Regions from separate parts of the Mus musculus genome. Here region 2 is linked to region 1. A link is a contact called in public HiChIP or PLAC-seq data. All regions are on one chromosome and are shown on one strand. The core of a region is the stretch at or near the end of the contact, and the rest is flanking DNA. Distances in the headings are between cores, read along the strand shown. Region 1 holds the start of Kcne3 (potassium voltage-gated channel, Isk-related subfamily, gene 3). Region 2 overlaps C2cd3 (C2 calcium-dependent domain containing 3).

What was found. HiChIP or PLAC-seq counts read pairs in DNA pulled down with a chosen protein or histone mark.
Region 2: an H3K4me3 HiChIP or PLAC-seq map of bone marrow-derived macrophages shows a contact between it and region 1, with 4 times the contacts expected there. The contact joins the enhancer-like site here to the promoter of Kcne3 in region 1. A contact is called at or near these places in 5 of 39 promoter capture datasets (3T3-L1-derived adipocytes, embryonic stem cells, liver and 2 more), 1 of 115 datasets of contacts at active chromatin or transcription factors (bone marrow-derived macrophages) and 1 of 9 other capture datasets (liver).

What each region holds. Positions count from the first base shown.
Region 1 is chr7:100,175,102-100,181,745 of GRCm38.p6, forward strand. It overlaps Kcne3 (potassium voltage-gated channel, Isk-related subfamily, gene 3), which reads left to right and starts at 3,582. Exons shown (of 4, transcript NM_001360467.1): 1 at 3,582-3,665; 2 at 6,050-6,173. Gm51453 (a long non-coding RNA gene) reads right to left here and starts at 3,590. Exons shown (of 3, transcript XR_003946660.1): 1 at 3,220-3,590; 2 at 2,699-3,130; 3 at 2,283-2,552. It overlaps Gm34821 (predicted gene, 34821), which reads right to left and starts at 1,569. Exons shown (of 4, transcript NR_169134.1): 1 at 1,467-1,569.
Region 2 is chr7:100,458,862-100,465,505 of GRCm38.p6, forward strand. It overlaps C2cd3 (C2 calcium-dependent domain containing 3), which reads left to right. Exons shown (of 33, transcript NM_001017985.3): 32 at 916-1,027. It overlaps Gm10603 (a long non-coding RNA gene), which reads right to left. Exons shown (of 2, transcript XR_001778233.2): 1 at 5,667-6,644; 2 at 557-4,950. Among named protein-coding and RNA genes, the nearest start is that of Gm10603, 7.2 kb to the right of the region's middle. Within about 2 kb of position 2,825, at least 120 of the 459 cell types and tissues checked have an H3K27ac peak or open chromatin away from gene starts, as enhancers often do. A contact at or near this core is called in 3T3-L1-derived adipocytes, bone marrow-derived macrophages, liver and 1 more, where this site is marked.

The sequences.
Region 1 (6,644 bases), core at 2,332-4,831:
GGATAATGGTGTCTTTATTGAGAGGCAGAGACTTGGGGAGCAGAGGGAGCTAGGGTTCCAGTCTCAGCATGTCACTTAGAGATGAGTGGGATGTTAGATCTGGGGACCTGATGCTTGGAGGATTTAGCCTAAAGGTTGAAAAGCTCCCTGCTGTCCTGCCAAGCATTCTTAGGTTCCGTCTTGGAGAGCTTTCCTTGAGAACACAATGCCAAATGATTTCCATGTCCGTAACTATTGTTCAATATCATCCAATCAATCACTTATTCATTCAACAAATTCATCATACAGTCTCTGCTGTGCTAGGATTGGTTCTGGGAATGGCTTGGTACACTCAAAGACTTCTGTGCCAGGCTTGGAGTTGACAACTAGAGTGAGCAAATTAATCATACCCAGAACAGAAAGTGCTGTGTTAAAAGGGAAGTACCATACAATCACCAAAATGGGCCTTGGAAGCAGTCATATGTAATACCAGTAATGGGGAAGGGTCTGTTCAGAGATGGCCAAGGGAGTAAGCAACCATGGTGCGACTGGTGGGTGGGTGTGTTAAAGTATCCTGGGACTTAAAACACTTGGGCTTATTGCCACCCTTAGGCCTCATGGGAATGGGAAAGGGGAATGGGGATTCAGTGGGGAGATGGAGCCTCAGCTGAGGATATAGTTGGAACACTAGCAACAGCCTAGAAAATCAAAACAAGAGAGCCAGTGAGACAGCTCAGCAGGTAAGGTCCCCCACACCAGATCAAAGTTCACACCAGATCACCCAAGTTCAAAGCCAGAAACCCACATGACAGAAAGTGCTATTGACAAGCAAAACTGGAGGGGTTTAGGGAGTAAGAGAAGGAATAGAGTGGTTAAGAGAGGACTCCACAAGAAGTGGGCATTGAAGCTAAGACTTGAAGGTGAGTCTTATCTATACATACATTTGTCTATATCTCTAGGTTGAGTCTCTTCCCCTAGCCCAAGTCAGCACATCCCAGTCTCCATCTCCACTCCTCCCCTTCACACTCCCCATCTTAGTTCCTCAGGGACACTCTGCCCCCTTTCTTCTCAAAGGAGCAATGCCTTTACTGCACACATCCCCACTGCCTGGTGCACACATCATTCTGTCCAGCCTCATTGGAAGCCTGCAAAGCCCAGCTGGGGGACATGAGGCCACCCAGAGCCCAGCTGGGGGACATGAAGCCACCCAGAGCCCAGCTGGAGGATATGAGACCACCCAGACCATTTTCCAATGGCTCCTTGGTCAGTTGCCCTCTCTAAAGGAAAGATTAGGTTAATGGTTCATGTTCCCAGTGGGAGCAGAGACTGAAGGGCAGAAGGAGGCAGTTGAGATGTGAAGATAGATGTCCTGACAACAGGGGCCACTTCCTGTTTTTGAGACAATGAGCTTCCACCATGTCATTGGTGAAGCTGGACAGCCTTGTGGCAACGTGAACTACAGAGGATTCGCCTGGAGGGGAACTGACCAGAGAGCTGTAAGTCCTTCTTGCTTAGGTTCTGTGCCGAATGATTCTAGAACTCTAAGGTGGTATGAATCAGAGTTTCTGATTCTAAAGCATTATTGGAACAGATCGTCTGTGTCCTCAGAGCACTCCTGACAGGGACAGTTGTTGCTCCCCTATGTCAAGAATGCAAAGTTCTTCCCAAACTAGGAAAAGAGGGAGGACCTTGACTGAACCAAGGCAAGTCTCTCTCTCTCTCTCTCTCTCTCTCTCAGGTTTTTCTATATAGCCTTGCCTGTCCTGGAACTCCCTCTGTAGAACAGGTTGGTCTTGAACTCAGAGATCTGCCTACTTCTGCCTCCTGAGTGGGTCACCACCACCTGACAAGGCTAGTTTTAATTTTTTTTCAGATTTAATTGTTTTATTTAATGTCTATGATTATTTTGCCCAGCTGTATGGCCTATTACCCCACATGTGTGCCTGCTACCAGTGGAGGTCAGGAGAGGGCATTAGATCCCCTAAAACTGGAGTCACAGATGGTTGTGAGATCCTAGATGGGTACTGGAAACCTAACAGGGTCCCCCGCAAACGCAGCAGGTGCTCTTAGCTGCTGAACCATCACTCTACCCCTGTTGAGTTTTGTCATTGTTCTTGTTTGTTGTGTGCCTAGGAGTTTTGTCAGGGGGAGGCAGGGCACATCTTTAATCCCAGTGCTGAGCAGGCAGAGGTAGGCAGAGCTCTGGGAGTTTGAGGCTAGCTGGGTCTACAGAGTGAGTTTCAGAACAGCCAGGGCTATACAGAGAAACCCTGTCTCAAAAATCACATAAACAAACAAAGAAAAAAAGAAAAGAGAAACGAGATTCCCAGTCTCCCAATGGTGCTTAAGACTGGCCTTGAGGGCACCTGGCATGTAAGCGGTGCACAGACATCTACAGAGGCAAAACTCTGAATGCTGATTTCTGGGCCCCACTCTGGGTCTTTTGAATCCAAACCTCCCAGGAGGAGCCCACCGCCCTCGGTGTGCAGACTGGAGCAGCGCATACTGGGGTAATCGGGATGACGGCTCTCAGAGGTGGTGTCCAGCTTAGGGAGGAACGGCTGGATAGAAACCTGCCACACAGAAACAACACAACAAGGATGTGTTCTGAAGGAGATTAGCAATTATGCACAAAAAGCCCACCACGTGGCAATCTTGTTTTTCCCTAAGCACGTATTAGGTAATCATATCCTAATATTCTGTGATGGAAATTACTCACCTTGGAAATACTGCAGTAGATCTTTGCGAGAATTGTGAGGGAGCTCATCTGAGTGTGTTCGTTGTGTGACCTCCGCTAGTGAAGAGAGCTTGGATAAGTGGTTGCTACAGAGTCCCTGAGAGGCAGATCCCTATTTCTGTCATCAACAGGAAAATGACACTTATCAGCGTCTCTTCTATATCAACAGAAACAATTTTTAATATCATCAGAAACAATTTGGATGTGGACCCAGTGGCTGGAAAACAAGTGTTCTGGGACAGACACCAGTTAAGAAGTGAGTGGATACAAGTTGAGACCGGGCATGTGACACAGACTACTGAGGGGGGAGATGCCTGCTAGAGTACGTGGATTCTGAGACCAAGCTCTGACCGAGCTCTGCGCTGACTTGCTTGCTGAGTGTAGAATCACCTCCCCAATTTGGGCGTCTGCAAACTGAAAACAGGGTATGTCTTAGAATCAGATGTTTTCTTTGGCTATTCCGGTTTTAGTATTTTGGATTCTGAAAACACTTCTAATCTTACCGTAACCCTGTGAAGAGCGAGTGCAGGAATGGTGGTACCCATAGACAGGAAACCAAGGCCCCAGAGAGGAGCTGCCCAGTGCCACACAGCTACACAGGTACCAAGCCCGACTCCACCAAAACCTAGCGCTTGGTCTGGGTGTTTGGAAATCAGCTTTTCGCTAGGTTGGCTGAGACTTAAAGGAGACACAGACGAGAAAAATTCTGTCTGGGATCCAGGAAGCAGGTGGTTCCCCGCAACCGCACCCGGTTAAGGCTAAGGAGCTGGGCGGAGGCGCCCCAAGACAGCCAACGCTGAAGCTGGAGTGCTAAGGCAGGGCGGGGCCAGAGGAGGGACACCCTGGGAAGGAAAAGGGAGCCAGAGCCAGTAGGCGTGCAGAGATCTGAGAGCACTGAGCGCATCTGGGCATTATTGCAGTGTTCACCGGAGACAGATCGTAGAGGCGGGTAAGGCGCTACAGGGTTGGAAAAGCTATCCATAGTCCGGGCAAGACGTGCAGGGTTTCGGTGTTTTCCTTCAGAGGGGGGACCCGACGTGGGGTGCTGCTAAAACACAGAGTGGATCTTCCTTAGTGAGAAAAGCAGGTATTCCCAGGAACTATAGGGATTAGAGAGTTTCGCTGCGCATGGAAAGTCGTGTGTGGTCCGAAGGCGCTCTCCCAGGCTTTCCTCCAGGCAGCAAAGGCTCCTCCTCTCCTACCGATAAGAGGACACTCACAGGTCTGCAGCGGGACACTCACGGAAATAACATTCCAGGAGTCAGTCTTGCTCTACCAAAGCTGCGGGCTCTGCAGAACTGCCCTACCCATTCTACTCCACTGTGACCAGCCCTCGGCGATCAGATCCTCCGAAATCCCGGGACGGGCTGAAGCATCTTCCGCTGTTAGTAGCAATTCTAGGTTGAAAGTCAGGAGTCTTGGGTTCTAGTTTTCAGGTAGTGTAAATTGATGCAGGTCAACCATGGCTTTGTGCCTTATGCTTTCTTAGGTCACCTCCTGTAAAATGGGTCTCCTGCTCCAGTTGCCCCCATGTAATCCAATTAGGGCAAAGGGGAATGTTTGGGAGGTGTCTCAGCCAGTGTGTTAGAGCCCCGGGAAGCAAAGTCCTAATCTCTGCCTCCTTCTCTTTATTAATTTGCATGGGAGGAAACTGAGGACCCAGGATAATCTTATCACCAGGGACCATATTGAATTAGAACCAGTGTTTCCTCACTCCTAGCCCAGGACTCTTATTTCACGTACAGATATCGAATAAACTCATTCTCTCTGGCTCCAGCCACTCTGTAAATTGCAAATGGAGGGGTGCGATAACTGGAGGCATTAAAAACTGCCTTTAAAGTCTGTTGACTCCCGGAAGATGAAAACCGACTAGCAACTTTCTTCAGTTCAAATTCCTCAGGGCATGTTTTCTATCTGTAACGCAGGGGAGCTTGAAGTACCTTCTAAGAGGGAGGCAGGCAAGACCAAGAACCTCCATCCTATGCTTGGCTACACAGACTGGCCAAGTAGGGGCAGGGAAGGCACTTGTAAATGGCAAGGACCTGCAGGATTCATCAGAAAGGGTGGGACACAAAGGAGGTGGGCGACCCTTGGTGGCTGTGGGCTGTGAGAGGGCACAGCAGAAGGTAGGCACTTGGGATGACTGCTCTCAGAGGTGAGCTGAGCCATGGATGGCTATGGGAACAATGTGAGCAGGGTTCCCAGTAACTTTCTCATGCCTGCTCCGCCTATTGTCTCCCCCAGTTCTCACGAGGTGAGCTGGGCACTGGTAATTACCTCCGTCTTACAGATATGGTTCAGAGGAAAAGCATTCAAGGTCACATAGGCAGAACTAGGATCATGAAAGGTACTCTTGAAAGGCGAGATCACAGGCTGAGACTTGGGCTATCTGTGTGCCTTCTGTGGGTGTGGATGGCCACACCTTTGGTAGGTACACAGGGAAGAGCATTGCAAAACCATTTACCGTTCTCTGGGGGCCAAGAATGTTTGCCCTTTGGATAAACGGGCTCAGATCAGATGTGGGAAGTGTCTGGGTTTCCAAAGGAGACTCAGAATTTCCCTCTCTTGCCCCATGCCACCTGCTCAAGGGGCCTCCCCTCTATCTAAGGCAGCTTATCTTGGGGTAACTGGGAGTCTTTTCTACTTTGGTTTTCTATTAAAACATTGAAAGCTGATTCCATGAAGCTGTTAGGGGATGAGTTGGGGAGGGTACTCTCTTATAGGAGAGAGATTGAGTCACTTGTTCTTTTTGGTGCTCACTATGTAAACAGGCCTGAAGAATAAAGAAATGCATGAGGCCCCTGCCCTGAAACCTCCAAGCATATGTGCAGGGATACACTGGGCCCACATCGACACTCACAAACAGATTCCAAATGGCCCAGTTCTCTAATGAGGCTGTTTTGAAGGCACTCTGGTAACAAACAAGAGGGGAAACTGACTAGTTATTGAGTAGGGGAGAGGGGTGTTTCTGGACCGGCTCTAAGCTGGTGGTATAGAGCAGGGTCTTGAAGAATGAGCTTGCCAAGCAGACAGAAAGTGTAAAGGAATTCCTGCTTAAGAAAAGAATATGAGTAAAGGCAAGAGGCGTGGGAGTGCAAGGACTGTCCAATGAGCTCACAGCCTGGCGTTCATTATCATGGTCACAAACACTGGGAGAGCCACAGGGAAACAGAGCCAAGGCAGAGCCACATAGAGAAGAGTTCGATAATCGTTAGTTAGTTAGTTAGTTAGTTAGTTAGTTAGTTTGTTTGTTTTCCAGTTTGCTCAGTAGCTGTTAGTCTGCTTTCTAAGCTAGCCCATTGTCTATTTCAATCAAAGGCCTCTCTACAACAGGGCTCTGCCACGTCCATCCTGGAAACTTGATAATCAATGACTCTCTAGGAGTTGGAAATCCGGGGACTCAAGGAAGAGAAACAAAACACCAGTGTTTCTGTCTGTGCCCATTTGGAACCAAGAGGTGGGTTATAGGCAACCGGTCTGTCCCTTCTTCAGCTCTCTGCTTCTCCTTACCCCAACAGGATGCCCAGAATCTGCCTTCTTGTCTCCACCCAAACCCAGCACTGAAGGATACATACTATGACCTCTGTGGTCTGAGAGGCCCTGATGGGAAGGTCTGATGGGTTCCAGTTTGACTCCACTCATGAGTCCCACCCTGTCCTTCACTTGCTTCTTACCCCAACTTCCCACACACTCTGTCTCTTCCCCTGGGCCAGATCACCCTTACAGATAAGAGGCTAAGAGGAAAAAGGAGGAAGTGGATCCATTTGGTCCTCACCTTACCTAGGCTGGAATGTCAGGTATAAGTCAATCCCCAGCCTCAGAAATATCTGAGCCTGCTGGGAAGACTCTGTAGCCTCTCTGTCTTGGGCTTGAAGTCCTCTAGAAGGCTACCCAAGGGCTGCTTCCACCAGCCACTCAGTCTCCCAAG
Region 2 (6,644 bases), core at 1,575-4,074, 280 kb after region 1:
AGCGAAGTCAGAGCTATAGCCTAGACCTTATAGATCTCATGTGCAGATCAGACAAACCAGCTATACTCCCCGCTCTCCCCCCACCAGTTCTGGATTTTTACTATGATCAGAGAACAGCCAGTAAACCGGTCTTCCTAGTACCAGTCACCTCCATGGTCAAGGCATTGCCCACCCTCCCTGTGTCTGTACATCATCACTATCCAGCAAGCCCTCAGCCAGTGTTCAACCCTTGCTACCTTCTGCCTCCTGCAAGCTCTAGGCAGGTACTGGGGTAACTGAAGCAAAATGCTATTGAGAAATTTGAAGAATGTTGAAGGAGATGTGAAAGTCTTATGAAACTAAATAATTGAGGGACTGGAGAGGTGGCTCAGTGGTTAAGAGCAGACTGCTGTTCCAGAAGAGCGGGTTCAATTCATAGCACTCACATATTGGCTCACAGTTGCTTGTAACTCCAGTTCTAGGAAATCTGATGCCCTCTTCCAGCCTCCTTGAGCACCAGGCATTCATGTGCTACCCAGACATACATACAGAGAAAACACCCATACACAGAAAATGATAATTTGAAAAAAATGTTTTAATAATTGAACATTCTCCTGTGTCACAGACTACTTTCAGAATTAAAGAAAGGGGGACCGTGTGACTAAGATAGGAAAAGTCTTCCTGGAGGAGGTTGGGATGTTGAACTCATTACAGTAGAGACTAAAGAAAGAGAGGGAAAGGAAGGAGGAAAGATGGGTTAGAAGTGGGCAGGGTCTTCCAGTGAGGGAGGAACCAGGAGGAACCACTTGTGCCAGGGATTCATGGATGTGGGAAGTAGGATGAGGGAGACACAGATGGTATGACTGTGGTCCCTGGGGTGTTGGTCTGGTAGGAGAGTAGACTTCTAGGTATTTTATTCCTTAACTACCATTGCAGCCCAGAACCTGTTGTGGTGCCCAACTTCTTTTTGCCTCCCCAACAACTGGAGGCCTCTCTCCGCATGATCTCACACTCTCCAGGTTTGCCACCAGCAGCCACAACTGACCAGGTAAGAGCAGCCACTGGTCTCCTTCGTACATCAGCATCTCTTCCCTAAAAGCATGCAGCACAAAGGCTGCTCTGGGCAATCCCTGGAGAAGATGCTCTAGTGGTTACCCTTTATGCTTGCCTGGAAAATATCCTGTGGGTCCCTCACTGGGCAAGGAGCCCGGACAACATGAGGACAGCCAGAGCCTTGTCAGCTAAGACTGGCATGGAAGGGAAAGCAACACAGAAGCATAGGAGCAAGAGTCCACAGCCAAGCAAGCAGGGACCCACAGCAGAGGACACCACAGATAAGAGGTGCATCCCTAGGGGACCATGACTATGCGAGCTCATCCTTCTTTAAAGAGAGAAGGAGCTAGCTGTTCAAGTTCCAGCCATACTGGTGACCCTACCCCAGGCTACATTGCCATGTCCTCAGGGTCACTTGAATGCTTTACCTCATTGGATGCCCTCTGGGGAAGGCATGACCTAATTTAGAACAAATATGTAGAGTGCCACGTTTAAATGAAAGAGAGCATCACTAGTGTAGAGAAAGGAGCCGGGGACTGGTGTGTAGGTGACAGAGCGGGCGTCTCAGAGCTCTCAAAACCTTTTTTCAGAGACAAATATAGATTATAAACAAAATGTGTTTGCTGTTCACTGTTGATTGCTCCTGTTCAATGCTTCCTTCACTTAGACATTATTCTAAGTACCGTACACAGACTGTTTTAACTCCGAGCAACTGGATGGGATAGCCAGGTGATTGTCTCCATACAGTAAATGGGTATGTCTGAGTTGGCGCTGTGGCAGGCTACCAGACAGAAGCAGCTTAAAGGGGAAAAGGCTTACTTCAGAGATTGTAGTCTGTAGAGTCCGTAGTCCTTGGCTGCACAGATGTGTTGGAAGCTGCCCACCTTACAGCAGTCAGAAACAGGTAAACAGGGAAGGACCAGTGAGCTGAATGTAACCCAAGGCTCATTTACTCCCTCAAGCCAGGCCCCTCCTCCTGAAACTTTCAGAATCTACCAAAATCGTGCTACCAGCAAGGGACTCCAACCTCCAGCACATGAGACTTTTGGGGAAACACAATTTTGAAACCACAACTATGCAGGCTCAGAGCAACTGAGGCTCAGAGCTTCCTGTTCACATCCTCAAGGCATTAGTGTATCTACACATGAAGACCCTCAGGGAGTTAAGAGTTCGCTCACTCGTGTGTGTGTGTGTGTGTGTGTGTGTGTGTGTGTGTGTGTGTGTGTGTGTGTGTGTGTGTGTTGTTTTGCTTTGCTTTACTTATGAGACTGGGCCTCCAGGTGTCATAAAACTCCTGCCCTGGGCCTTCTGATGGTTCTCAAGAGAAGCCTTGAGACGTCTGAACCATTCACTGGCTTTCTAACCCCCTCTCCAGCCTCCCCAGTGTGTTTCCAAAACATGTTTGGAGGATAGTTTGATCTGAGGTCCTACCTGTCTCCCTAGATTGCTTCCAGAGGCAGAGATGCTGCTCCCTCAGGGATCCTGTCGTGGTCTTATTCCGCCTCTGCTTCACCTCTGTCCTCTTACCTCTTCTGACAGGGCACACACATGGCTAAGACATTTGCACTAGGCTTTGGGGGCTGTGCCCGGGCACTGAGCATGAGCTTGAAATACAGCATCCATGGAACTAAACACTGGGCCTGCTAGTGAGTAAGCAAAGGATCTTAGGCCTGTGGCTTGACCTTACTGAGTCTCAGTTTTGTTCTAAGTAATGCCGAGCTAATAATGGGTGGTTAACGGGTGAGGGTGAGAATTAAGTAGGCACAGTTGAGTCCATCGCCCTGCCACCCTCTGGGCCAGCCAAGTGGGTGAAGGGTCAGCGAGTCATGCTCCTCAGGAAGAGTTCCATAAGCCACTGAGACAAAACTGCCAGCCAAAACGATGTTCCTGTTTCTGTATTTGTGCCTTTGTGACGTGGTTCCTCCCCCAGGGACAGACTGTCTTGGTCTTTTCTAGACACAGTGTGGGATGGGAAAAGGAAGAGATGAAAATCTCCCTTCCCTTAAAGGGCACCCTGCGTTTCAGGAAGATGAGCTTTATGCAGTTCTTGCCTTTCCTTGGCTTGCCCATAGCACAGCTGCCCTTGGGGCCACTTCTGTCCTTAGGACTTCAGTCTGGGTCCCAGTTAGGAGAGCCAGTGTCATCACAGTTTTCCCAGTTTCAGCACTGGGAGGTTCCAGGCCAAGAAACCCCAGGAGACAGATTTTGGCTGGAAGCCTGCTGGTGCTGGTTAGATTGCCTGTGTGGTTAAGCACTAGTGTGAAACTTACCAAAGTGGAGTTGCCATGTCTTGCTCCGGCAATGTTAATGATAAAGTAGAAATTTTTAAAGAAGGGGAATTTGCGCATGAGCACCTGTTATCAAGAACTCCCACAAATGGATACCTTGAAGTGCAGCCTCACACAGACTTGTGTGAGGATATCTGCCCAGCACTGTCCAGTCAGCACTGGACTGGGTCCACCCTTAACGTTAGTCCTTAGACAGACACCCTTTTGTTATTAGTCCTTGGAGCCAGGATTGTTTTGAATGAATATGTCTTCTTTGTTGCCTTTAGATGCTCCCTGTGAGCAAGGGTACAGTGAGACCACAAATAAGACCACTCTGTGGATAGACATATTTACTCAGACTGCCAAGGCTATCTCTTGTGGGACAGAGACTAGAATAGCAAAGACAAGGAAAGGCTTGCCAGTTTTAAAGAGGTTTGCAAAGGGAGGAAGCATGGAAGCTGGAATAGCGGGGGGCAAAGGGGTACTGCTATGCAGAAGAGCCCGGGAGCTGTGGGGGGGGGGTGACTTTGATATGTGTTACAGGTGTGTGTTAATAGGGAACTAGATGCCCAAAGCCTGGGAGTTGGAGGCTATAGGGGCACATAAGGAAAAGGAATGGCTTTTCCTGACAGAAGCCCACTTCCCACATTTCCGAGGAATGCCGACTTTACACTTGTTTATCCACTAGCAATCCTTCTCGTTCCCAGGTCAGTGTCCAGCCTGAACTTATGGAATTGCTAGTGGCACTGCCATTATGGGAAAGCCACTCTGGGTGCCGTGGTTCCCTTGGCACACGTATTCACACTACAGTGCTTCCTGCTTAGTCCCAAATAAACACCACCGTTTTTTAACAGCTCTGTGTACAGTTTGACACTAGTGACAGGCATCCAAAGTTCAGAGAAACATTTTTTTTTTTCAAATTAAAATTTTAAAGCACTGAAATAATTTTCCATGGGTTATCAGAACTTTGAGTGTCTTACATTTACTTTAGATTTATGAAAATTACAGAATCACATCAAACTTTAAAGTCTCTGAAAGTCTTAAAAATGGCCTCCATGGAAAAGGGCCTGTGACAAGCCTGACCTGAGTTGAGATCCTCCGCACCACGTAGAAGGAAGGGATCCTAGGAGGTCACAGGCCAACCAAACAAAAATGCGAGCTCGGGGAACAGCTCTGGCTGAACAGATAAGGCAGAGCCTCCCTGCATCGGCCTCTGGCACACAGACAGATGAACCAAACCATGTACACACACACAGTGGCCTTGCTTTGAAGAATTTTAGCAAAGAGTGGTCTTAGATATTTTCCCGAGTACTTGCTCTTCTTGTGCGCTTCTTTCTCTCTCATCCGGGCTCTTGCTGGGGCAGTCCCCGGGCCTGAGGGCTTCCTTAGTGCTTCCATGGCTGGGGACCTGCTAGGATCCAGGCCCCTCTGCTTTACAGCTCCCAGGTGCTTGATGTCACCTTCATTTTTAAACTGATTTTCACTGGCTATAGAATAAAAGCCAACTTGAGTTTTAGCATTTTAGAGATGTCCTGCTAGGGTACCTTAGCCCCAGCACCAGAGAAACTGAACGTGGTAGTGCCTGCCTGTAATCTTAAGTACTTCAAGGCCGAGACAGGAGAGTCAAAAGTTCAGGATGGCCTTTGAGATCCTGGGGGAAAAAAAATCAAGGTGATGTCTCCATTATCGTTGTCCTGGGTGTTACCGGCCTTTATTCTTCAGCCACCTTTAAGGTCCGTCTTGGCTTCTGATAGACGTAGCTACAGTGTTCTCAGTCGTGGGGGTGAGAAGGGCAGGTACGAGCATGCAGATCATTAACAAGACTGACAGCACCGGCACTCTTAGGCCCGCGTGTGGGTTCAGTTTGTTTTTATTGTGCTGCCTTATTTACTTACATAGATCCACTGGTATGTGATGAAGTCACAAAGTCTTATGTAATTAAGGATTTTATGATAATGGCTGCAAGACTGGAACAGAAATAGGACTGGCTGGGACAACTCTTGAAGTCAAGGGAAGGCTTTCTTACTTTTTAAGATATATGAATGTTTTGCCTGCATGTGTGTGTGTGCACCACATGTGTGCCTGGTGCCCATGGAGGTCAGAAGGGGGGATTTGATCCCTTACAACTGGAATCACACGTGCTATGAGCTACCGGGTGAGCGCTGGGAACTGAACCTGACATCTTTAAGGCTCCAGTGCTCTCTGCCCCAGGGAAGGAAAGGCTTCCAGAGGGCTGAAGGTGGAGATGCTACTTCAGAGGAGCAGGTCAGCCCCTGGGTCAGAGAGGCCTGGGTCCAGAGCAGGTGTGGGGCCTGGGAAGTGCGCTGAAGCAGGTGCGAGCTGGGATTTGGTGACAGGACTGCCTACCTGACGGAAACACGTGATTTCTCAATATTGTTCCAGGCAATGCTCAGCTTAGAGGGAGAGGGGAAGGGAGGGAGAAGTCCAGCCTTGAATCTCCATTTGTAGATCCCATTTTATTGTGTATAACAAAACGTTTCCTGAGGAGACAGAACACATATCTATTCACCCCAGATAGGTATACTATAACAGACCAAAGCTTGGATACCACCAAAGTCCAATCTGGTGAGCCATGAATTTTACTGTGGGTACTTAGAGGAACATGGGTGAAGGGCTCCAGCATGGGTGGCCTCTTAACAGGCACGCTCCGATCTGGTCTGTTCTGAAGAGCTGCCTCTGCTGTGGAACGCAAGCTCCCTGGGTAAGGGGCCAGTGGTTCTGTCTTTCCCTGCATCTGACTGGAACTATGGCCTTTGCATAGCTGCCAGCAGAGCTTCACCAGATCATACCAGAAGGGAGACAGGTCCAAGGGAACTTCCTGAAGCCCAGGGCCCTCATGACTGTGGCTCTGGCCTTATGGCTTTGCTCCTCCTGTTAACAAAGATCCTGACCTGTTTCATTTTCTTTGAACCACCAAGTCCCTAGCACTCTGCAGAATTCAAGAAAAGACCTAAAGGTCACAGGAAGGTTCTGCTAAAGGCTACCTGAAACTTTTGAAAGAAGATGAGTAACCTGGGTGAGAATATACAGGAGTTGGAAAGAAGGCAGAACTAGTTGGTACCTAGCCTGACCCAAACCGCAAGTTAGTGTTTACCTCCCAGGTAAGGTCTGTAGACCTGCCGGCATGTGCTATGCCTGTCAAGACCTGAGCAGGCTGGTGTGCAGCAGGGTCCAGGAACTCTGCCAGGCACTGACTCTATGGAGTCTGGACTTTGGAAACTTCCCACTAGTCAGCACTGGTTAGCGTGCTAAGGAGTCTGTCTGGCTCTCCTGGGCTCTTCATTGTGGAAACTGGGGACCAGTGACAGTGTAAACAGGAACCCT